Linked DNA regions of Mus musculus: region 2 is linked to region 1. The links are chromatin contacts, called in public HiChIP or PLAC-seq maps. All regions are on one chromosome and are shown on one strand. The core of a region is the stretch at or near the end of the contact, and the rest is flanking DNA. Distances in the headings are between cores, read along the strand shown. Region 1 holds the start of B230217C12Rik (RIKEN cDNA B230217C12 gene). Region 2 holds the start of Cdk12 (cyclin-dependent kinase 12).

Region 1 (2,770 bases), core at 109-2,608:
CTCGGGAGGCAGAGGCAGGTGGATTTCTGAGTTTGAGGCCAGCCTGGTCTACAAAGTGAGTTCCAGGGCTGCAGGGAAACCCTGTCTCAAAAAACCAAAAAAAAAAAAAAAAAAAAAAAAAAAAAAAAAGAAAAGAAAAAAGAAAGGGGGTTATTAAGATCTCAAGGTCTAGACCCTTCAAAGAAAATATTTGGGGAGAGTCTAAGAATGCCAGACCTTAGAAACTGACCTATAGAAATCCTTTCCTTTTTAATAAACAGTTGGTACACAACACAAAGCAGAAAGAATCAAAATACATCGCAGTGGGTGTGGGTTTTTTTTTTTTAATGTGATTGTTTATGTATGTGTGTGTACACCAAAGGGCATGTGTGGACATCACAGGACAACTAACAGAAAGGAGTCCTTGTCTTTCCACTGTGGGCCCCAGGGATTGAACTCAGGTCCTCAGGTTTGGTGTACAACACCATTACCCCTTGAGCCCTATCATTGAGTTTTTGTAAGATTCGGTCCCTCAGAAGAAACCACATGAAAGCCAGCTGTAATGGCAGTGCTCAGAGGCTGAGAGGTAGAGTCAGGAGAATCCAGTCAAGGGCCAGCCTGGGCTAACTGAGACTCCCTCAAGACAAAATAAAACAACAACAATAATTAATAATAATACAAAAAGAAACAACAAAACCATGCTTGGATTTGCATCTCTAGACACTAGGAGCGGGTGTGAGTGGGTTTTTTGCTGTTTTCTCTGATGACGACACGAGGTAAATTCAGAAGATCCAGAGAAAACAAACGGGGGAAACTGGCACCACAGAAGGGAAGGAGAGACCTCATGTGACACAAATGAGCTTGGGCTCTGAGGATCTCCCAGACCAACAAGGCAAGCCAGCGTCTGGTGGAATGTGAGAGGCTCGCTTTGACTCCTGCCCCCTATTGACAAGTTGTTAAATTTATCACGCAAGCTCCTGACCACCCTTGAGCTCAGGCTTTAAAAGACTTCAGACTGGTTGAAATGACCCCCAGCACAGTGAGAAAACTCAGATCCATGCCCAGGGTCGCCCTACCCCCACCCCTCGCCTCCTGAGACTCACATGAGACCTTCCTCTATGTTCTCTGAACTAGGTAATGGCCCACAAAACTGGCAACAATTTGTCTTCTGAGATAGATTACCAGAGATGTGTGAGAGGGAGAAGGAAAAAGGAAGGCAGAAAAATCCATTCCTAAGGAGTCTGTAGAGATCCTCCGCTCACACCTTCCGGAGCAGCCCACTCAGTGCAGAAACTGTATCTAAATAGAGATAGCGGTTTTTTTGTTTTGTTTTTTTTTTTCCACACAAAGGGGCGGGGCTGGCTTCCTGGGAAGAAATTAAACCTCTCCGGTTTTGCCTGGTCTAAAAGTAGCTGTTCCCTGGTTACCCACCGTGGACTTTGTGATTGGCTGGCCGTGATGGTGGAGGTGGAGAGTAAGTTGCTGATGGGGTTGCAGCATCCCTTAGCTTCAGGTCCCCGGGAGGGGGAGGGAACAGGAAGCGGGAGGGAAGAGGAGCCATTTCTCCGCGCTGACCGACCTCCACGCTTGCAGCTCCCACTTCCCCGGAATCGAGGGGACTCCTCTGCTTGTACTGAGCCATGCTGGATATTTTCATCCTCATGTTCTTTGCCATCATAGGCCTGGTGGTTCTGTCCTACATAATTTACCTTCTCTAGTGGCCTGGCGCTGCAGGGGCTGCGAGGGGAAGGATGGAGCTGAAGGGCCGAGCATCCTGCTTGCTGACGCACCGGTGGAGTTTTGCTTCTGGTCATTATTCGGGTATTGATTAAAAAAAAAAAATGAAAAGAAAGCTTGTTTTTGTATCTATTTGTCATACACATTGACGTAGCATTTCTTGGATCAATGTGAAAAGAATAAGAAAGGCCAGCTTTCTTTGGGAATTGATTTAAAATGTTATTTCTTAAAAATAAACATCACTACAAATAAGTAAATAAATAAATATAAATAAAATGCACTAGGTTTTAGGTAGGATGGGAGGGAGTGTGCTGGGGGGTGGAGGGGGACAGACTATTATTTCCTAATTTCCTTCCAGGTAGATGCAAAACCAAGTTGTCCATTCTCTCCTGACAATGACTACAGTACATCCTTATGTGTGGACAAGGCAGTTTTCAAATCTGCTGGCATAATTGTATTCATTAATTCACTGCTGCGCCATAACTGCATTCATTAGTTCACTAGTGATTAACTCCCACTTGAGAAAAAATAGCAAATGAAACCTACTTGGGGTAAGGGGTGAGGGAGATGCCCACTTTCCCCAGTTGTGTAGAGGAATGGGGAGGATTCTCAGAACTCCTGCTAGTTCCTGACCAGTAGGGGTACCCCTGCTGCAGTTTGCAGCTGACCATTGTTTTTGGGTTTCCCACAGCTCCTGTGTCGGGTCCAGCAAGAGGCCTCTCACCACCAGCAGCAATCCTGAGGCCCAACTGATCTCTTCCAGTGTATCCGGATGTGGCTGACCCTTGGCACGAAGGCATTCTGTGAGGCAGGGGCACTCCTGGGGACATCAGGAGTTAGTCCAAGAATGCCAGCCACTGGCAGCTGCTGCATGCGATTGAGCTGTAGACAGGGACTATTCAGAATATGGAAGATTGGAACAGTGAAGTCAGAGTGGAGACTGCCCAAACATTCATATGGACAGCCTTTCCTTAGGTCTAAATGCAACTGCACACGATGCTAAAATATTCTTTGCTTTCTGCTTCACAAGCAGGCGTTCCCTTGTAACCTCAAG
Region 2 (2,770 bases), core at 86-2,585, 360 kb after region 1:
GCCACAACTGGGAGTCCAGCCTGGGTTACTAAGAACGTGCTGTAAGACATCCTGACATTTCCCCCAACTTTGGCACTCTAACCTTTCTACTGACTAGCCCCCCTGAATCCGGGAGTCCTTGCCTGTAAATTCGCAATGAGGACAGTGTCCCATGGGTGTGAGGGCAGAGAAAATGAATGCAAAACGCCTAAACTCAGCAAATTCCGCAGTACCAAGCGTTGTTTGCACATTCAGACTTAAAGCAGGGCGGTGGTGGTGCGTGCTCCATGCCCTTAATCGCAGCACTCCGGAGGCAGAGGCAGGCGGATTTCTGAGTTCGAGGCCAGCCTGGTCTACAGAGTGAGTTCCAGGACAGCCAAGGCTACTCAGAGAAACCCTGTCTCAGAAACCCAAGCCCTACCAGAATCCCCAATATTCAAACTTGCGCTGTAATGTCCCCAATGTTCACTTGTCCCTTGTTTTTTTTTTTTTTTTTAAACCCTATTAAATCAAAAGACTTCTTACAAGCTGTGCTAAGACCCATCCCCACCGGAACCTGGGGATATTTAATCAAAGAATTACCATTTAGGTTTAAATTTTAAAGGTAATCTCCGCAACTTCCGCTCCTATAAAGCCCCCCAAAAGGGGGAGTTGGAAAAGTATCGCGAGAATCTAACGGGCTGCGTTTGCGGCTTGGGTCCCGTTCTCGCGTTTTCTGGTGAAGGAATGTGTCGAGGTGAAAAGGGAAGCGCCAAGTATCGCGGGAGTCCAGCGGAGTCTCGCGATACTTGCGGCATTCGCCCCTCCCCCTCCCCCTCTAGTGCCGTTTCGGTTTAATCTAGTGTGTGAGTGAGTCTGGGCGAGGGAGTGAGATGTGGCTGTGAGGTGTCGGTGTGAGGCGGAGGCTAGCGAAGGGGGCTCCCTCAGGCACGAGGGACAAAGGGGGGGAGCTGAGGCAACCTAGGCCGCGGAGGCCTGGCGACAGGAAGCCAGCCGCCCCGAGCCGGGCGACCGGGTAGGGGAAGGGCCTGCGTAGTCCTCCCGGGGCTCCAGAGCCGCCGTCGGCCCCACAGGCTCCGGCGGACGCCTTCCTACTTCCTTGAGCGCCAGGGCTCGCGGGCCCGAATATCGGCTCGGCGGGGGTGGGCGGCCGTGAGGGGCGGACTCGAGCAGCTCCCGGCGTCGCGCTCCTCCCGTGCCGAGGAACTCTTGGTTTCTTCCCTCTCTCCTTCACCCCCCACCTCATGTAGGAGGGCGCTGAGGCGGCGAGAGGGAGGAGGAGCCTCGCCTGCGGTCCCTGCCCTCCCCACCCCCGTCTAGGGGCTCTTCGGGGGGCGTGGAGTCGGGGCTGGGGGGGAGGGTGGGGCTTTTTGGAGCGCCGGGGAACTTTTTCCCCTGCTTCAGGCCCGGGGAAAGGGAATGCCCAATTCCGAGAGACATGGGGGCAAGAAGGACGGGAGCGGAGGAGCTTCTGGAACTTCGCAGCCGTCATCGGGAGGTGGCAGCTCCAACAGCAGGGAGCGTCACCGCTTGGTGTCGAAGCACAAGCGGCATAAGTCCAAGCACTCCAAAGACGTGGGGCTGGTGACCCCCGAAGCGGCATCTTTGGGTACCATAATCAAACCACTGGTGGAGTACGATGACATCAGCTCTGATTCAGACACCTTCTCCGATGACACGGCCTTCAAATCAGACCGGAGGGAGAACGAGGAACGTCGGGGAACGGATCGGAGCGATCGCCTGCACCGACATCGTCACCACCAGCACCGGCGGTCCCGAGACTTGCTAAAAACTAAACAGACGGAAAAGGAAAAAAATCAGGAAGTCTCCAAATCTGGATCTATGAAGGACCGGGTATCGGGCAGTTCCAAACGGTCCGTGGAGGGGAGTGATGATTATGGGAAGGCCCAGCTATCCAAAAGCGGCAGCAAGGAATCCAGGTCGTCCAAAATGCACAAGGAGAAGACCCGCAAAGAGCGAGAGTTAAAGTCTGGATACAAGGACCGGAGTAAAAGTCATCGGAAAAGGGAAACACCCAAAAGTTACAAAACCGTGGCTAGCCCTAAACGGAGATCCAGGAGTCCCCATAGGAAATGGTCTGACAGTTCCAAGCAAGATGACAGCCCTTCCGGAGCTTCTTATGGCCAAGACTACGATCTTAGCCCCCCAAGGTCTCACACTTCTAGCAACTATGACTCCTACAAGAAGAGTCCTGGAAGTACCTCAAGAAGGCAGTCAATCAGCCCACCTTACAAAGAGCCTTCTGCTTACCAGTCCAGCACTCGGTCACCCAGTCCTTACAGCCGACGACAGAGGTCTGTGAGTCCCTATAGCCGGAGACGGTCCTCCAGCTATGAAAGGAGCGGCTCTTACAGCGGGAGATCACCCAGCCCCTATGGCCGAAGGCGATCAAGCAGCCCTTTCCTGAGCAAGAGGTCTCTGAGTCGGAGTCCACTCCCCAGGTGAGCTGTTGTCTGTCCTTCCTAAGGTAGGGTCGGTTGGGAGGAATTGAAAATGAGTCTTTAACATTTTGTTAAAGCTTTCAGTGTTCTTCTTTGACAAGTCATTTAGGTAAGTTTGGCTTTCCCCTCGCCCAATTGAGAAGTAAACATTCCAAGTGCCTCCAACTATTCAAGCAAGGTAGGTAAGGTACTTTGCAGTAATGGAGAACTTTCAGCTGTGAGAACTTGCTTCTACCTAGCGGGTGCATAGTCTTCAGAACTCGTTTAGCTGTTTGTTGCTTTGTCTTAAAATTTTGTAAGTCGTGTTGATACCAGTGCTTAAACTTTAT

Evidence for each region. HiChIP or PLAC-seq counts read pairs in DNA pulled down with a chosen protein or histone mark.
Region 2: a contact with region 1 is called in a FOXA1 HiChIP or PLAC-seq map of pancreatic cancer cells. The contact joins the promoter of Cdk12 here to the promoter of B230217C12Rik in region 1. A contact is called at or near these places in 2 of 115 datasets of contacts at active chromatin or transcription factors (large pre-B cells and pancreatic cancer cells).

The regions. Positions count from the first base shown.
Region 1 is chr11:97,839,777-97,842,546 of GRCm38.p6, forward strand. It overlaps B230217C12Rik (RIKEN cDNA B230217C12 gene), which reads left to right and starts at 1,359. Exons shown (of 3, transcript NR_169086.1): 1 at 1,359-1,453; 2 at 1,698-1,800; 3 at 2,408-2,770.
Region 2 is chr11:98,201,970-98,204,739 of GRCm38.p6, forward strand. Cdk12 (cyclin-dependent kinase 12) reads left to right here and starts at 1,336. Exons shown (of 14, transcript NM_001109626.1): 1 at 1,336-2,441. The coding sequence starts at 1,399. Gm38963 (a long non-coding RNA gene) reads right to left here and starts at 661. Exons shown (of 4, transcript XR_880193.2): 1 at 562-661.